2 separate regions of the Pan troglodytes genome follow, and region 2 is linked to region 1. Evidence: chromatin contacts called from public Hi-C data. All regions are on one chromosome and are shown on one strand. The core of a region is the stretch at or near the end of the contact, and the rest is flanking DNA. Distances in the headings are between cores, read along the strand shown. Region 1 overlaps EPS15L1 (epidermal growth factor receptor pathway substrate 15 like 1). Region 2 overlaps C19H19orf44 (chromosome 19 C19orf44 homolog).

What was found. Hi-C and Micro-C count contacts between places; a contact is called where the count stands out from the background.
Region 2: a Hi-C map of stem cell-derived neural progenitor cells shows a contact between it and region 1, with 2.3 times the contacts expected there. The contact joins two enhancer-like sites. A contact is called at or near these places in 2 of 7 Hi-C or Micro-C datasets (induced pluripotent stem cells and stem cell-derived neural progenitor cells).

Annotation. Positions count from the first base shown.
Region 1 is chr20:19,091,371-19,095,772 of NHGRI_mPanTro3-v2.0_pri, reverse strand. EPS15L1 (epidermal growth factor receptor pathway substrate 15 like 1) reads left to right here. Exons shown (of 24, transcript XM_063801310.1): 5 at 1,746-1,841; 6 at 2,611-2,673. Among named protein-coding and RNA genes, the nearest start is that of EPS15L1, 35 kb to the left of the region's middle. Within about 2 kb of position 2,607, at least 7 of the 24 cell types and tissues checked have an H3K27ac peak or open chromatin away from gene starts, as enhancers often do. A contact at or near this core is called in stem cell-derived neural progenitor cells, where this site is marked.
Region 2 is chr20:19,166,837-19,171,238 of NHGRI_mPanTro3-v2.0_pri, reverse strand. It overlaps C19H19orf44 (chromosome 19 C19orf44 homolog), which reads right to left. Exons shown (of 9, transcript XR_008540964.2): 5 at 2,210-2,699. Among named protein-coding and RNA genes, the nearest start is that of CALR3, 14 kb to the right of the region's middle. Within about 2 kb of position 2,403, at least 6 of the 24 cell types and tissues checked have an H3K27ac peak or open chromatin away from gene starts, as enhancers often do. A contact at or near this core is called in stem cell-derived neural progenitor cells, where this site is marked.

The DNA.
Region 1 (4,402 bases), core at 1,358-3,857:
CGATCTTCTGGGTTCAAGTGATCTTCTGCCTCAGCCTCTCGTGTACCTGAGGCCACAGGCACACACTGCCACACCTGGCTAATTTTTATTTTTTTTTTTGTAGAGACGAGGTCTCACTATGCCCAGGTTGGTCTCAAACTCCTGTGCTCAAGCAATCCTCCCATCTTGGCCTCCCTAAGTGCTGGGATTATAGGCATGAGCCACCGTGCCCGGCCTCATGTCTGCATGTTAAAAGTTCTGAGAATTCCTATGGAAAAGAAATTTGGCTTTGCTTAATGCAGTTCCTCTAAACTTACTTAATTCCTTTTTCTTTTTTTCTTTACTATTTATTAATTTTTCTCTTTTCTCAGACCTTGCAGGGATGAAAGGTCCCCTTTTCTCAAAACCCTCTTATGATCCTCTACACTCTGCAAGGGCTTCTGAGGACAGCAGGCTGAGAAAGGCCGATCCTAGCACTTATCTCTTTGAAGACACTTTTAAAACTGTTAACAGTATTTATAGCTTTAAAAGTATCCATGTTCTTAGGCCAGTTAATAAAAAAAAAAAAACAAGCTAAGTGATCCCTCACAAGTCCACTGAGCCTTTGTGTGGTGGGTCCTGGGTTAGGAGGGAGGCACCTGACAGCCTAGTTCAACTTCCTTCCCGTGTCTAGGTGGGGTCCACGTCAGGCCACTGGGGGTGGGCAGGGGACGTTCCATTCAACGAGGCCGAGGGGATCGTGGTGAACCACAGATATGAGTTTCTGACCAACCGTGTGTATTTATGACTGCTTTAAAAAAAATTCAACACATAGCCAGGTGCAGTGGCTCATACCTGTAATCCTAGCTACTCAGGAACTAAGGCAGGAGGACAGGAATTTGAGACCAGCCTGGGCAACATAGTGAGATCCCACCTCTAAAAAAATAAGTAAAAACTTAGCTGGGCATAGTGGTGCACACCTGTGGTCCCAGCTACTCAGGAGGCTGAGGCAGGAGGATCGCTTGAGCCCATGAGTTTGAGGTTGCAGTGAGCTGTGATTGCGCCACTGCACTCTGGGTGACAGAGTGAGACCCTATCTCTAAAACAAACAAAAATTCGGCACATATTTGGTCCATCATTCGTAACCTTAACCATGTTTAACTTTGTTGCTTTATACAACCTAACATTTCCTAAATGTTGGGAGCTCATAGTTTTTGGAAAATATATGCATCTGAAATTTTACAGATTTCCAGATGCAGTGGAATAAGTCCATTTTATTTTATTTTATTTATTTATTTTGAGACGGAGTTTTGCTCTTTTTGCCCAGCCTGGAGTGAAGTGGCATGATCTTGGCTCACTGCAGCCTCCACCCTCTGGGTTCAAGTGATTCTCCTGCCTCAGCCTCCCAAGTAGCTGGGATTTCAGGCACCTGCCACCACGCCTGGCTGATTTTTATGTTTTTAGTAGAAATGAGGTTTCGCCATGTTGGCCAGGCTGGTCTCGAACTCCTGACCTCAGGTGATCCACCTGCCTCGGTCTCCCAAAGTGCTAGGATTACAGACATGAGCCACCACACCTGGCCGGGATAAGTCCATTTTAGTGTATTCATTTAAGCGATGTCCCCAAGGTGAGTCCAGTTCAGCCCAACGCTCCAAGGGGTTTTTGCACGGATGGTCTTCATTGTTGAAGTGCACATCCTCTTTCCCTGAAGCCTGCTGTTAGAGACAGCTCCCCCTACCCTCACTGGCGATGTGCTGTTTACTCCTTCCCTTTCTTTGGACTTGCAGGGTTTCTATGTTGCACTGAGACTGGTGGCCTGTGCACAGAGTGGCCATGAAGTTACCTTGAGCAATCTGAATTTGAGCATGCCACCGCCTAAATTTGTGAGTGTCCAAGTCCTTCAAGTTCACATTCTTCTAATACCAGATGTGTGTGTGTGTGTATGTGCATGTGTGTATGTGCATGTATATTTCCATGTTTTCTCTAGCCTTCCCCTTTTATTGTGGTGAAATTCACATAATAGAAAATTAATAATTTTAAAGTGAACTATTTAGTGGTATTTAGTGCATTTACAGTGTTGTGTCTTCATTACCTCTGTCTAGCTCCAGAACATTTTCATCCCCCCGCAAGGAGACCCCATCCACATTAAGTAATCACTCCTTGTCTCCCCCTCCCAGTCTCTGGCAACCACTAATTTTATTTCTGTCAATGGATTTGCCTGTTCTGGACATTTCCTATCAATGGATTCTCTAACATGGTCTTTTGTGTCTGGCCTCTCTCTCAGCATCGTGTTTTCAGGGTTCATCCATGTTGTAGAATGGATCAGTGTTTCCATATTCCATTTACTGGATGGACCACATCTTTATCCATTCATCTCTCTGGACATGTGGGTTATTTCCACCCTTTTGACTGTTGTGAATAGTGCTGCTACCAGCATTCATGTACAAGGATTTGTTTGGACATCCGTTTTTAATTCATTTGAGTCAATACGTAGGAGTGGAATTGCTGGGTCATGTGGTGATTCTGTGTTTAACTTTGTGAAGTCTTCCCTTTTTTGAAAGCACTTTGAAACGTGTATCCTTTTCAGCAAACCCACCCACCTATGATTTAATTCTGTGCCAGCCACAAAGGAATGTTTCTCTCTCTTCTCAGCACGACACCAGCAGCCCTCTGATGGTCACACCGCCCTCTGCAGAGGCCCACTGGGCTGTGAGGGTAAGTGAACGGGAATAGCTCCCTCCTTGGCTCTCCTTCAGATAGAATTGTTCCAGCAGTTGTTCTAGAATTGTTCTGGAATTGTTCTAGTTTGATGTTGTTCAGAACATTTTATAGGATGATTGTGTCAGCTCTTCTGTCTCAGTGTGAGTGGCCACAGCACTTGGATGAAACGCCTCTTCTAATGAACACCTTTTACAAAGGCTGTGGCCCTTCACTGGAATTGGGAGTTGCCTACCTGGACAACTAAGTGTCAGGAGTTGGATTATTAAAGGGCTGCAGTTTAAATCTTGCATCTTTAGGTCACATTCTGTGGTTTTTGCTGCTTGTGTTGGTTATTCAGAATAGAAGAGGAAACGGTGAGAGCTTGCAAGCACGTGGACCCCCAAATGTGTCCCTTGCTTTCTGGCTTCTTTCCAGCCACTTTGCATGTTACCATTCTTTCCTCCCTGATGTTCTGATTGCTTTGTGAAAAGCCTCTCTCAGCACTTGAAGTGTTATTTTTAAAACAGAGGATGTTGTGGCTGGAAAGATAAGCTACTGCTTCCAGAAAGAAGAAAAAAAACGAGGGCTGTCTTCTAAGTACAGAATTCCTTCTAAAGGAAGTGAGCATGGTCCCTCCAGATAACATGAGGCCTCCTCACCTTCCCTTCACTTTCAGACTGTCACATTTCCTCACGTTTATGTGGCTTAAATCCTGACATGAATAACACTCTTGCTCTCAAATAAAGGTCCCAAGCACTTTCGTCCCATGTTTACACGGTTGGTTTGCTCCCTTCTTGGAGAGGTCATGGGCTGGGTGGGGGTATCTGTGCAGGGAGAGGACATGAAGATATGTCATGTGACCGAGGAGTCATGCAGTCACCTCTGTCATCAAGCACTTTGCCAGTGGCAATCACTGTGGTGAAGGGTTTCTCCCTGTCACCCAGCGCATTGTGTGGACTTTGAAAAAGAGCTACTTTGTCATGGGAAACAGTGCCAAGAGATCTTATACTTTAAAATGTGATGGCTCTTTTCCACCAGGGGTTATGTCCAGGCCTCACTGGAAGAGCTGGGACTGAGGGGCCTGGGGACCTCGCAGAGAGGAGTCAGGGAGCGCAGGACCAGATGCTGTAATTGGGGTGTACTGTGGTCAAGAGAGATTCTGCATTCCATTCACAGCCACAGTCAGAAAGAACAAGCCCGAAGTGCCAAGTGTTTGTTTCCGTTGTGAACATTTCTGGGCTTCTGAAGGCACTGAGTCAGCAAGTCCGATGGCCAGGAGAGGATCCCAGGCCCCCGAGAAAGACCTGCAGCGCTCAGCTTCTTAGCACCAACAGCCGTGAGAGCATGCGGTGTCTGCTGGTGATCTCATCTCTGTGACTGAGGGCTCTGTCTTGGTTTTTGTCTTTTAAAAATTAAAAAATTTTTATTGTGGTTGAAAGACACATCACGTAACATTTACCATCTTAACCATTTCTAAGTGTACAGTTCAGGAATGTTAAGTTTCCTTTGGAGGGTGGAACAGACTGGAAGCCACTGCCTCACTCATGGCCCCTTTTACGGGCTGCCTGCCCTGTGTCTTTCAGAACAGCAGGAACTGTGACTCCCCATCCTAATGCTGCACCTTCCCTCTGTTCATGAAGAGCTATTCCTATTTACGTATTAATTTATTTACCATTAGAAATGGAGGGCTTCCTGTATGTGGCCGGGCTTGGTGGCTCACACCTGTAATCCCAGCACTTTGGGA
Region 2 (4,402 bases), core at 1,154-3,653, 76 kb before region 1:
ATTTAACACCTCCAAGGTGATTTGACTCAGTCCATGTGATTGACTTTCCCTCCTGAGAAACAGACACCAGTCACCCTCTCCTCGGGGGGCCCGTCAGGCTGATGTTAGGTTAAGCCCCCAAATCAAAACAAATAGATCCAGTGAGAATTACATTGCTTTTCTTTTCTTTTCTTTTCTTTTTTTTTTGAGACAGAGTCTCACTCTGTCGCCCAGGCTGGGGTGCTATGGCACGATCTCAGCTCACTGCAACCTCCACCTTCTGGTTTCAAGCGATTCTTGTGCCTCGGCCTCCCGAGTAGCTAGGACTACAGATGCGCGCCACCACACCAGGCTAATTTTTGTATTTTTAGTAGAGACGGGGTTTCACCATATTGGCCAGGCTGGGAACTACATCATTTTTCACATCCAGTCTACCTTGTCAAGAGCCATATGGATGAGAAAAGAGATATTAAAAGGGAATGTTTATTAGCCAGGCGCCTCTAGTCCCAGCTATTGGGGAGGCTGAGGTGGGAGAATCGCTGAAACCCAGGAGGTGGAGGAGGCAGTGGGCCGAGATTGTGCCACCGCACTCCAGCCTGGGCAACAGAGCGAGACCCCATCTCATAAAATAAAATTATATAAAATAAAATAACATGGGAATGTTTAAAAGAATGGGGCCTTTCCACCAGCAAGAGCCGAGACTGAAGCTGGGAATGAGAGAAATGCCCGAAGGCCAGGCATGGTGGCTTATGCCTGTAGTCCCAGCACCTTGGGGGGCCAACATGGGCAGGTGGAAGGATCACTTGAGCCCAGGAGTTCAAGACCAGGCTGGGGAACATAGTGAGACCCTGTCTCTACAAAGAACATTTTAAAATTATACAGGGGGCCAGGTGCGGTGGCTCACACCTGTAATCCCAGCACTTTGAGAGGCCAAGGCAGGCAGATCACGAGGTCAGGAATTTGAGACCAGCCTGGCCAGCATGGTGAAACCCCATCTCTACTAAAAATACAAAAATTATCTGGGCGTGGTGGCACATACCTGTAATCCCAGCTATTCAGGAGGCTGAGGCAGGAGAATCGCTTGAACCCAGGAGGTGGAGGTTGCAGTAAGCCAAGATTGCACCGCTACACTCCAGCCTGGGCAAGAGAGTGAGACTCCATCTCAAAAAAAAAAAAGATACAGGGCCGGGTGCAGTGGCTCACGCCTGTAATCCCAACACTTTGGGAGGCTAAGGCTGACAGATTGCTTGAGCCCAGGAGTTTGAGACCAGGCTGGGCAATATGGCAAGACCCTGTCTCTACAAAAAATATAAAAATTAGCCAGGCATGGGGGCGCATGCTTGTAATCCTACTACTCAGGAGGCTGAGGTAGGAGGATCACCTGAGCCTGGGGAGGTTGAGGCTGCAGTGAGCTATGATTGGGTCACTGTACTCCAGCTTGGGCAACATAGCAAGACCCCATCTCTAAAAACAGAGTGAGAGAGAGAGAGAGAAATATCTGGAAAGTCACCCAGGGTGTTCATTCTCCAGGACAAAGGCATCCTGTGCACTGCGGGGTGTGGAATAGCACCCCTGGCCTCCACCCAGCAGATGCCGATAGCATTCCCCACCCCGAGTTGTGACAACTAATAATGTCTCCAGACCTTGCTGGAGTCCCCCCGTGAATCATCCTGTGGGAGGTGCTACCCTAGTCCTTGGTTCTGATCCTTCTGAATGCTTCAGGGCTAGGAAGACATCGGGACACACGAGGGCGGCTGTCCCTCGTCCATGGAAGAGGAAATGGTGAGCCAAGGTCCCTAGGTGACTTTTATTTTTTTTGAGACAGAGTCTCATTCTGTCACCCAGGCTGGAGTGCAGGGGCATCATCTCAGCTCACTGCAACCTCCACCTCCCGGGTTCTTCTCAAGCCTCAGCTTCCTGAGTAGCTGGGATTACAGGAACACACCACCACAGCCAGCTAATTTTTGTATTTTTAGTAGAGAAGAGGGTTCCCTGTGTTGGCCAGACTGGTCTTGAACTCCTGACCTCAAGTGATCCTCCCGCCTCGGCCTCCCAAAGTGCTGGGATTACAGGCGTGAGCCACCTTGCTTGGCCAACCCCTCCAGGTGATTAATAACAAGAGCCCAAATCTCAGGAACCTGAGCTCTCCCACGTGTCTCCCAGGATGCTGTAAACCACACGCTGAGCTCCTGTCCCGGCTGCCCCGGCCCCCACGGGCCCCAAGGCTTACCCTTGGTCCACTCGTAGGTGAAGGCGGGATCTGGCGTCTGCACAGCTGTGTCCTTCACAAGCACTCTTGTCACGTGCCTGCCCGACTTTTTCCTAGACTCGGCTGTTTGCGGAAGGTCTGTCTTCACACTTGAAGAGGATTCAGACAAAGCATCCAGTGTTCTGTCAAGAGACTCCTTGGAATGGGCGGTTGGCTCAGATGCTGTCAGACTTGGAGAGTTTTCAAAATCCTCCGAATAAGCTGAGCTGACTGTGTTCACCATGGGGGCTTCAGATGGTGGCTGCATGCTGGAAGTGCTGTCCTGCTGGATGGCAGAAGCCGAGCTGGCACTGAGATGCTCCGAGACCTCGCTCTCATCCCCCTCTGCAGAGGCGGCCTTTCCCTGTGATGCCCAGCTCCTCGCCTGGGCCTGCCTCGGGGCATCCTGCCCAGTGGACGCCTCGGCTCTGAAGATTTTGCCAGCTGTTTTTTCTCTCTGAGCACTTTCCTCCTAAAATGAAGAATGGCAGAGGTGGCTGGGAAGTGTTTTGGAAATATCAACATGCTAGGAACACTGCACTCCTAGGAGCTGGGGACCTGCGGCACTCCCGCAGACAAGGGGACACACCAGGTCCTCATTAGATGTGGGCACGGAGTATTCTAAACAGAACTGTGGCATCTTCAGTACGGCATGTCCCCGGGGCTGCAGGAATCCTGATGGTGTGACGCATGCTTAGGTGGCACGTGGATGGCATTTAACATTTCATCATGGACTTAAGGACTTTAGGTGGTTGAGACGGTAGGATCCTTTGAGCTCAGGAGTTCAAGACCTGCCTGGGCAACACAGCAAGACCCTACCTCTATAAGAAAAAAAAAAAAATTAAAAAATTTTCAGCCGGGCACAGTGGCTCATGCCTATAATCCCAGCACTTTGGGAGGCCAAGGCGGGCAGATCACCTGAGGTTGGGAGTTTGAAACCAGCCTGACCAACATGGAGAAACCTCGTCTCTACCAAAAATACAAAATTAGCCAGACATGGTGGCACGTATCTGTAATCCCAGCTACTCGGCAGGCTAAGGCAGGAGAATCACTTGAACCCAGGAGGCAGAGGTTATGGTGAGCTGAGATCACACCATTGCACTCCGGCCTGGGCAACAAGAGCAAAACTCTATCTCAAAAAAAAAACATTTCATCATGGACTGATGAAATGTTAGGTGGCTGAGGCGGCAGGATCCTTTGAGCTCAGGAGTTCAAGACCTGCCTGGGAGACATAGCAAGACCCTACCTCTGTAAGAAAAAAAATATTTTAAAAATTAAGCTTCATCATGCCTGGGGGCAATGGCTCACACCTGTAATCTCGGCACTTTGAAAGGCCGAGGCAGGAGGATTGCTTGAAGCTGGGAGTTCAAGACCAGCCTGGACAACCCAGCCGGTCCATATCTCTACAAAAAAAAAAAAAATTAGCCAGGCATGGGTGCACGCTTGTAGTCTCAGCTACTCAGGAGGCTGGGCAGGATTGCTTGAGCCTAGGACATCGAGGATGAAGGGAGCCATGATCCCCCAACTGCATTCCAGCCTGAGTGAGACCTGTCTCAAAAATAAATAAATTGGGCCAGGCATGGTGGCGCATGCCTGTAATCCCAGCACTTTGGGAGGCCGAGGTGGGTGAATCACCTGAGGTCAGGAGTTGGAGACCAGCCTGGCCAACATGGTGAAACTATCTCTACTAAAAATACAAAAATTAGTGGGGTAGGGTGGCGGGTGCCTGTAATCCCAGCTACTCAGGAGGCTGAGGCACAAGAATTGCTTGAAACCAGGAGGTAGAGGTTGCAGTGAGCTGAGATTGTGCCACTGTAGTCCCAGCCTGGGCGACAGAGCGAGACTCTGTCTCAAAAAAATAATAATAAGGCCGGGCATGGTGGCTCACGCCTGTAATCCCTGCACTCTGGGAGGCCGAGGCGGGCGGATCACGAGGTCAGGAGATCGAGACCATCCTGGCTAACACAGTGAAACCCCATCTCTACTAAAAATACAAAAAAAATTATCCGGGCCTGGTGGTGGGCGCCTATAGTCCCAGCTACTCGGGAGGCTGAGGCAGGAGAATGGTGTGAACCCAGGAGGCGGAGCTTGCAGTGAGCTGAGATCACACCACTGCACTCCAGCCTGGGCAGCAGAGCGAGACTCTGCCTCAAAATAATAATAATAATAATAATA